Regions from separate parts of the Mus musculus genome. Here region 2 is linked to region 1. Evidence: chromatin contacts called from public ChIA-PET data. All regions are on one chromosome and are shown on one strand. The core of a region is the stretch at or near the end of the contact, and the rest is flanking DNA. Distances in the headings are between cores, read along the strand shown.

Region 1 (4,023 bases), core at 129-2,628:
TGACCAGGAACAGGCATCCTGGCTTCCAGTCCCTCACCGCTGGAAGTACGCCAACTCCTCCTTGAGCAAGAACACGTTGGCTTTGAGCTCATTCCGCTCCTGAAGGATTTGCTTAAGCTCTTCCCTGCTGAATCCACACTGGACAGCTTCTGGAAGGTTCCCTGGCTGCTTCTGAGTATCCACCTGTACAAGGTCAGGAATGGTCAGAGAGCAGTCTGTCTTAGCTCTTCCCTAAGTCCCAGCGCTCACAATAATATTATGGGAAGTGTCTGCTGGGAAAACTTAGAGGACAAAGTTGCTGCTACATAGGTGTACATAGCACACAACTGCTGTTGCTACCTTCCAACTTCCTGGGTACCTTCTATACTGCATGGTACATCCATGCCAGGTAAACCCAGGCTGGGTCATCAACTGCTGAATGCTGTGAGCTCTGGGATGTATTTTGACTTCGCTCCGTCTCTTACCGGGTCATCTGAGGTTGCCGCATCAGGTTCCAAGCTCTGTTCTTTAGCCAGCTGGCTGGAGCCATCCTGAGCTATCTGGCGCTCCCTCTCCCGGTCCTGGGCGGCCCTCAACTGGGTCTGCACTGCAGCCAGCTTGTGCCGCAGCTCAGAGTTGATCAGCAGGAGGCGCTGTAGCTGTTCCTGCAGCTAGGGGGTGGAGCGAGAGAGCTAGGGGCGGGGCTCCGAGGGCCGTAGCGGCCCCACCCCACTCCGCCTGGCCCCGCCCTCACCGCTTCGGTCTCTTGGCTTCGGCGCTGCAGATCTCGGTTGTGTGCCCGAAGCTCATCCCGCTGTCTGTCTGTCACCTCCTTGAGCTGTCGGAGCAGCGCGCGCTCCTCTGAGGAAGGGGTGTCTTTAGCACTACCGATCTCTGGGGTACGCAGGCCCCGGCTGCCCCCAGCTCGCTCTGCTCCGGTGGGACCCTCACTCACCCTGCGGCCCGGAGCCTAGCTCCTGGCGGAGGCGTTGGTTCTCCTCGCGCAGCCGCCGCAGCTCCACTTCTGCCTGCTGTGCGGACACCTGCAGCTGGGGGAGCCAGGGGTCTCAGGGTTAGGCCTGCCGGCTCTCAGGGGTAAAAGGAGGAGCCGGTGACTCACCGAGTCCGGAGCCGGCCCCACGGCGGCCTTTTCCAAGAGCTCCAGCGCCCGCACGACTAGTGGCACCAGCCCAGCCGCCGCGTCGGGTCCGAAGCGGCGTGCCAGCCCCTGTAGCTCAGTGCCCAGAGCCCCCGCTAGATGGTACACGAGCTCGGCGGCTGACCCTGCGCCCACTGAAGAAGAGGCCTGACTGGGTAGCCTGGGCGCTGCCCTCCTGGGCTCCATTTTTTCCTCTCTTAAGGTCAAAAGCCACCCACACCCTTAACTGGTGCAGGAAAAAGCTTAACAGTTCCGGCCCAGGAAGTTTAGGGCCATAAGGGGCGGGGTAGAAGCAACCCGGGAGGAACAAATAGGGAAAAAGGCCCTGGAGTGGGAGAGTGCTCTGGGCTCCCTGTGCCCTACAAGGTCACTGGATACAGGTCGGCCAACTTCCAGGCAGGTATCCAAGAGTTGAGGACTAGAGCTGTAAGTGGTCACTTCAGGCAAGCCCTCCCCATAGCGCCTGACCCGGGCTCCACCCCTGGACTTGGCTGCCAAGAGGTGAAAGACTGAAGGTCAGCAAACAGCCTCTACTGGACTGCAGGGACAGTCACTTAAGTATGTTCCCCCACTAGGAACCACACAGTTTACAAAAATGAACGAGACCGGGCACTACAGCTATAGGAGGACCACACAGTCCAAGAAGTGATGTTGAAAATAGGTAGACTCCAAGTACTTTTACAGAGAAACCAGCAAATATGCTCAAAGTAATAAGCCAGCCCCAACTCAGCTCCCTGAGTCTAGGGAGCCTCTAAGCCTCCAGCGGAGAAGGCCTCAAGGCTCTGAAGGCAGGGCCCAGTACCTTGCTGTCAACTGCCCAAGCTAGTCCCCAATCCTCAAACGCCTATGCCCAGAATTTGACCTCATAACAGCAAGAAAACAAAAGCACTATTTATAAAATTTATTACATTTTGTTCAGGATTACAATCTATCAACAACACAAGCACAGAACGCAAAGGGGCTGACTGCTGAATGTCAGCAGCTTGTCTGGGGAGGGCGTTCAAGAGGCTCCAGGCTTTGGGGATCTGAAGCAGAAGGAAGTAACTAGGCATAGAGGTCCTCTCTGTCTGCAGAGTAGACCTCACCCTCCTGCAGAAGGGCGAAGTTGAGGAAGTGGGAGGGCCTGTGGACCTCATGGTAGAATTCCTTGGGGTTTGCCAGCTGCAGCTCGTATTTCATGTTGGGATCATGTCGAACACCTAATGGGAGGGGAAACATCAGAAGTTAATAAGGTTCTGCCTGCCTCACCCAGCCTGGGCCCCTGGACCGTTTCCAAGGCAGCCAGACCTCAAGATGACAAGATGACCAAGCATGCTGGTCACCTGTCTCTACCCCACACTTCCTAGGCACACACAACCACGTACCCATAAAGTTGTAGTTCCAGGAGGACTGGGCGGGGACCATGAAGAAGCCGAGGAATCGGTCAGACAGGAGCATCTGAACCCTCTCGTAGTGCGAGGGTAGGTAGCCTTTGGGGTTGTTGCCTTTGTCTGTGTTCTGCCGGCCCCACTCATACCCACTGGGTGTCAGCTTGTAGGCTGTCAGTGTGCAGGAGCCTGGTGTGAAGCTGGGGTGGGGGGGACAGGGACAGGGTAAGCGCTCAAGCCACCAATCCAGGTCCTGGCCTGCAATGCCTGCTCTATAATATTTCCACCCAAGAGGCCCACACCAACCTGCACGTGATGATAATAGTCTTCTCCCCATCCCAAGATGGGTTGTCAGCCATGATTTTGGCATGAGTGGTGACATCTTGGGGTGATAGCTGGGGGGATTCATTGGGCTGAGTGTGGATCCAACCTAAGGGTTCCATCTCCTGTAGGCAAACAGCAATAAAGAGATGTTCAACCCATCTGCAGACAAATGTCCCCCATTAGGGTAGCACGACAGTGAGTGCACTCCCAGGCTCCACCACCACTAACCTTGAGGTACTCATGCTGGGGCAGCTGGCTGGGCAGGTGCACAGTCTGGTGCGTGCCCCACTGCGGCACCATCACAATACAACGGATCTCCTTCACCTGAGGGTTATCTGGAGGGCTCACCCCATACAGGTATCCTGCAATCTAGAGATGAGATCAGAAGGTATTCTTAGTACCAACCCAGAATGCCAGAAGTTTTTAAAATTTTATTGTTGGGGCTGGAGAGATGGCTCACTGGTTAAGAGTACTGGTTGCTCTTCCAGAGGACCTGCCACATGGTGGCCTACAACTGTCTGCAACTCCAGTTTTAGGACCTTCTTTTGCTCTCTACAGGTACTGCCTGAATATGGTGTACAGAAAAAACTCCTACATACAAAAATATTTTTAGCCGGGCGTGGTGTCACACACCTTTAATCCCAGCACTTGGGAGGCAGAGGCAGGTGGATTTCTGAGTTCGAGACCCGCCTGGTCTACAAAGCGAGTTCCAGGACAGCCAGGGCTACACAGAGAAACCCTGTCTCAAAAACAAAAATGTTTTTAATGTATTATTATTCTGTATGGCACTGAGTGTATGTGAAGGTCAGAGGAAAATTCTATGGGACAGGCTCTCCTTTCACCTATACAGGGGTTCTGGAGCATCAAACTCAGCTTGTCCGGCTCCTGTGAGAAGTGCTTCACCCACTGAGCCACCTCAGCGGCCTCAGGGTTTTTTTCTTCTCAAGAAACCAAACCCAGGTGTGCATAGGTAATGCATCCCGGGTAAGCATTCTGTGGTTGAGCTTTCTCTATATCTGTAGCCTTTTTTTTTTTTTTAAAGATTTATTTATTTATTATATGTAAGTACACTGTAGCTATCTTCAGACACTCCAGAAGAGGGTGTCAGATCTCACTGCAGATGGTTGTGAGCCACCATGTGGTTGCTGGGATTTGAACTCAGCACCTCTGGAAGGGCAGTCAGTGCTCTTAACC
Region 2 (3,905 bases), core at 986-3,485, 550 kb after region 1:
ACCTTCATTAGCAGTGTCTTATAAGAAGGCCCTCAACCTTAACTGCTTTGATCCCTCCCAGCTTCTAGGACAGTGAGGAAAGAATTGGTGGTTGGGGGAAGCCTGAATTTTAAACTAATTTAAAACTAGCATGGACAGCATAAACAACTTCATCTGGATCAAGCAATGAGATAAGAGAAGACTCACTGGGTAAAAGTGTTTCCTGTAAAGTCTAAGGACCAAAGGTCACACTCATGTCTGTACCCACATAACATGCTGAGCATGAGCCTGTAAATGTCTGTAGCCCAAGTGATAGAAAGAAAGAAAACAGGAGGGCACTAGGGCTTGCTGACTAATAAAATATGGGCTTCATGTTTACAGAGAAACCATAAAAGATTAAGATGGAAAGTGGCAGGACAAGTAGCACCCTTGCAAATACACACACACAAACACACACCCCTATGCTACTCACACATACAAATTAATAATAAAGATGTGTTGGGCATGGTGGCAGATCTCTGTGTTCAAATAATCTTTAAAAAAGTAAAATAAAGTATAGTACTATGTTATGAACAACTTCGATAAAATAATATACATAATATAATGTGTATTTCTTTGTTGAAACAGGGTCTCATCGTGTATACTTGGATGGCCTGGAACTTGATACAAAGACCAGGCTGGCCTTGAACTCATAAAGATCTGCCTGCTTCTGCCTCTGTATTGGCAAAATTAAAGGCATGTGTGACCATGATCTGTCAATAATATATATAATAACTGGTTTCACACTTAAGACTACTGGCTATTGACAACCTAGGTTTAGATCCTATCATCCACTTGGTGGCTCACACGAGTGTGTAATTCCAGTTCCAGACACTCTGATGCCCTATTCTGGCCATTCAAACAAAATGCCCATACACATAAAATTCATTTAAAAATATTTAATGGGACTAGAGAAATGGCTCAGATGTTAAGACCCAAATTTGGTTCCCAGCACCCATATTTGGCAGTTAATAACTTCCTACACCTCCAGTTCCAGGATCGTTGATACCTCTTGGCCTCGCCAGCATCTGGACTCATCGTGTGTGTGTGTGTGTGTGTGTGTGTGTGTGTGTGTGTACATATATGTATATATATACATATATATATATATATATATATATATATCCATACCCATATATGCACAACTACAAATAATTTTTTTAAATCTCTAAAAATACTTTTTAAATAACAAAAGTTTAAATACCTAAGAATTGGGGCTGGGAAGACAGGTTAGCAGACAAAGGCTTGCCCTAAGCCTGACAACCTGAGTTCAATCCCTGGGACCCACGTGACAAAAAGAGAGACCAACTCCCAGAAGATGTTCTTGGACCTCCATAGGCACGCGAGCACACACACACACGAAATGGAAAAATAAAAAAGTAATTTAAATTAAGACCCCAAAATTTAAAAATGTGTTTGATTTGTAACCAAATTGTTCTCTGATTACTTTCTCTTCCTCTGAACATTTTAGCTGCTTCATGTTTTCTTCTGAATGCTTTTTTTTTCTTTTATTCTTTTTTTTTTTTTTTTTGGTTTTCGAGACAGGGTTTCTCTATGTAGCCCTGGCTGTCCTGGAACTCACTCTGTAGACCAGGCTGGCCTCGAACTTAGAAATCCGCCTGCCTCTGCCTCCCGAGTGCTGGGATTAAAGGCGTGCGTACCACCCGGCCTGAATGCTAACTTTTAAGCACATTACTGGAAAAGCGCACCACCTCACTCCTTCCTCCTTCAGGATGTATTGTTTATACTTGTTCTGTATGTTACTCAAGTGACTTCTCTTTACAATTACTGTCATTACTATTTCTAAAATGTCTAAATTAAACCAAAGCTTGGAAATTCTGACTGGTATCTGGGTCCGACTTTCCGGATGGTAACTGAAGGTCATGTGGGGTGGAAAGTGGCCTGTGGGTAACAGAACACACACATGCACGCGAACAGGATATGTTGGTAATCTGGCTTCCTGAGACCTAGTAAGTTGTGAGAGTTCTCACCATTACCCTTGGAGAAGATGAAAAAACTAAAGTTGGAAAATGCTGGATTTTTAAAATGTCCCCTCTTAGCATTCTATCTAGTGGTGTCTGGGAAGGGGCACATTTGCCTCCTACACCATTTTACTTGTCTAAAAGTACAAAACAAGCGAATGAACGGAAGCTTCTTCATAGCGTGGAAGCTGGTGTTTGTGGCACAGCTTATGTCACGTCTCAAGCCCAGAAACACGAAGAGTGTGGTTTTGGTGTTTAACCAGCCTCTACTGCACCCTGGCACTGTTTCTTCCCCAGAGAACTTTAGAGGAAAAAAACCAACCTCCTATCTTAAAACCAAAGGCCAGGATAAAAATAAAGCCCTGAAGTGGTTTGGTGACCGAGGTCATAAGGGCTGCCACAGGTCTGAAGGTAGGGCCAGTATGCTCTGAGAAACTTCACTGCAGTCAACCACAGAAACAAAGACCTCAGCCCCACAGTCCAACAGTCTAGGAGGCTGCCTTTAGGCCTGATTTGTTAGGAGCTGCTCCACACAAAGCAGTTTATATCCTTTGAAAACCTCCAATCCTGCTTATAACTTTAACAGCAGTCTAGCTGAACTGTTCCTAGAGCCTATGAAAAGCAGAGCCAACCTGCAGCCTTGTCCTATAGGAAGGAGGCTGCCATGAACTCTCGCAGGCTTATTGCCTAATCTCCACTCATGAAGCAACTTTAAAACTTGATTCTGAGGTGAAGGAGTAGAACATGAGGTTCACACTACAAACTAGAAAAGTGAAATGGGAACTGACATGAAATCAACTCACGGCAACCCTGATGAAAATAAAACAAAACAAACAAAAGGACCAAAGCCAACCAAACATGCAATCCTTACACCCAGGAAACCAACAATTCGTCTTTCTCTACCAGGATCACATAATTACAGAGCAACAAAGAAACTGGGTTATCAGACATGAAACATCTGCTTACTAGCAAACCCAGAGATGAAATTTTTCTCTAACATTCTACACTGTCCAGAGGAAATGAGGGTAAACACTGGTTCTGCTCCTTCATCCTGACAGGAGTTCTGAAACTGCAAACTTAATTTACCATGATCTATGCCCAACAACTAGAATGCACTCCAAAATGTACCATATGACCTGATGTACCATATGACCAGGCTTCAAACCTAAGGCTCTGACCTATAGTTGTCCTGGGTGGCTGGGAGGGGGAGGGCAATGCCTGTGTGCCACCCACACAGCAGCTTTCTTTAACATTATGGCAGTGGCAGCAGCGGCAGCAGCAGTTTAGCACACAACTGTACAAGGGACACTGAAAAGTGAGAGAAATGATGGGTCTGAAGAAAAAATGTCATCTGTATAATTTTTTAAAAATTTAAAAACAAGAAAATTCAGCCAGGCATGGTGGCCCACACCTTTAATCCCAGCATTTGGGAGGCAGAGGATTTCTGAGTTCGAGGCCAGCCTGGTCTACAGAGTGAGTTCCAGGACGGCCAGGGCTACACAGAGAAACCCTGTCTCAAAAAACAAAAAAGAGAAAGAAAGAAAGAAAGAAAGAAAGAAAGAAAGAAAGAAAGAAAGAAAGAAAGAAAGAGAGAAAGAGAGAAAGAAAGAAAGAAAATAAATTCAGAACTCTGTACTATGGCTGGTTCTTTAAAAAGCACAAAACATCCAAGCCAGATCCGCAAATTTTCAAGCAAAAACTATTACTTTCAAACCTTGGGAAGTGACATTATCATTACTGCCATGTTTCAGATGAGGAGGCTGAAGTTCAGCCAGTTATGGACTGGGCCTCAGACCTCAGAGATAACAGCTAATAAAATTAGGACTTAAAATCAGAGATTTTCAAAGCCCAGACTCTTAAATAACCTCTATATTACCTGACTTTGACATGTAAGATACTAAAGAA

Evidence for each region. ChIA-PET counts read pairs in DNA pulled down with a chosen protein or histone mark.
Region 2: a contact with region 1 is called in an RNA polymerase II ChIA-PET map of memory CD8 T cells, with 7 read pairs. The contact joins the enhancer-like site here to the promoter of Rilp in region 1. A contact is called at or near these places in 4 of 39 promoter capture datasets (the C10 cell line, cranial neural crest, liver and 1 more), 1 of 484 Hi-C or Micro-C datasets (pro-B cells) and 4 of 115 datasets of contacts at active chromatin or transcription factors (embryonic basal ganglia, embryonic stem cells, memory CD8 T cells and 1 more).

What each region holds. Positions count from the first base shown.
Region 1 is chr11:75,507,449-75,511,471 of GRCm38.p6, reverse strand. Rilp (Rab interacting lysosomal protein) reads right to left here and starts at 1,378. Exons shown (of 8, transcript NM_001029938.2): 1 at 1,100-1,378; 2 at 935-1,028; 3 at 734-840; 4 at 465-650; 5 at 38-183. The coding sequence starts at 1,324. Prpf8 (pre-mRNA processing factor 8) reads right to left here. Exons shown (of 42, transcript NM_138659.2): 39 at 3,058-3,198; 40 at 2,812-2,951; 41 at 2,503-2,705; 42 at 2,025-2,337. The coding sequence ends at 2,183.
Region 2 is chr11:74,958,486-74,962,390 of GRCm38.p6, reverse strand. The region is part of intron 8 of Smg6 (Smg-6 homolog, nonsense mediated mRNA decay factor (C. elegans)); the gene reads right to left. Among named protein-coding and RNA genes, the nearest start is that of Srr, 34 kb to the right of the region's middle. Within about 2 kb of position 2,235, at least 73 of the 459 cell types and tissues checked have an H3K27ac peak or open chromatin away from gene starts, as enhancers often do. A contact at or near this core is called in memory CD8 T cells and pro-B cells, where this site is marked.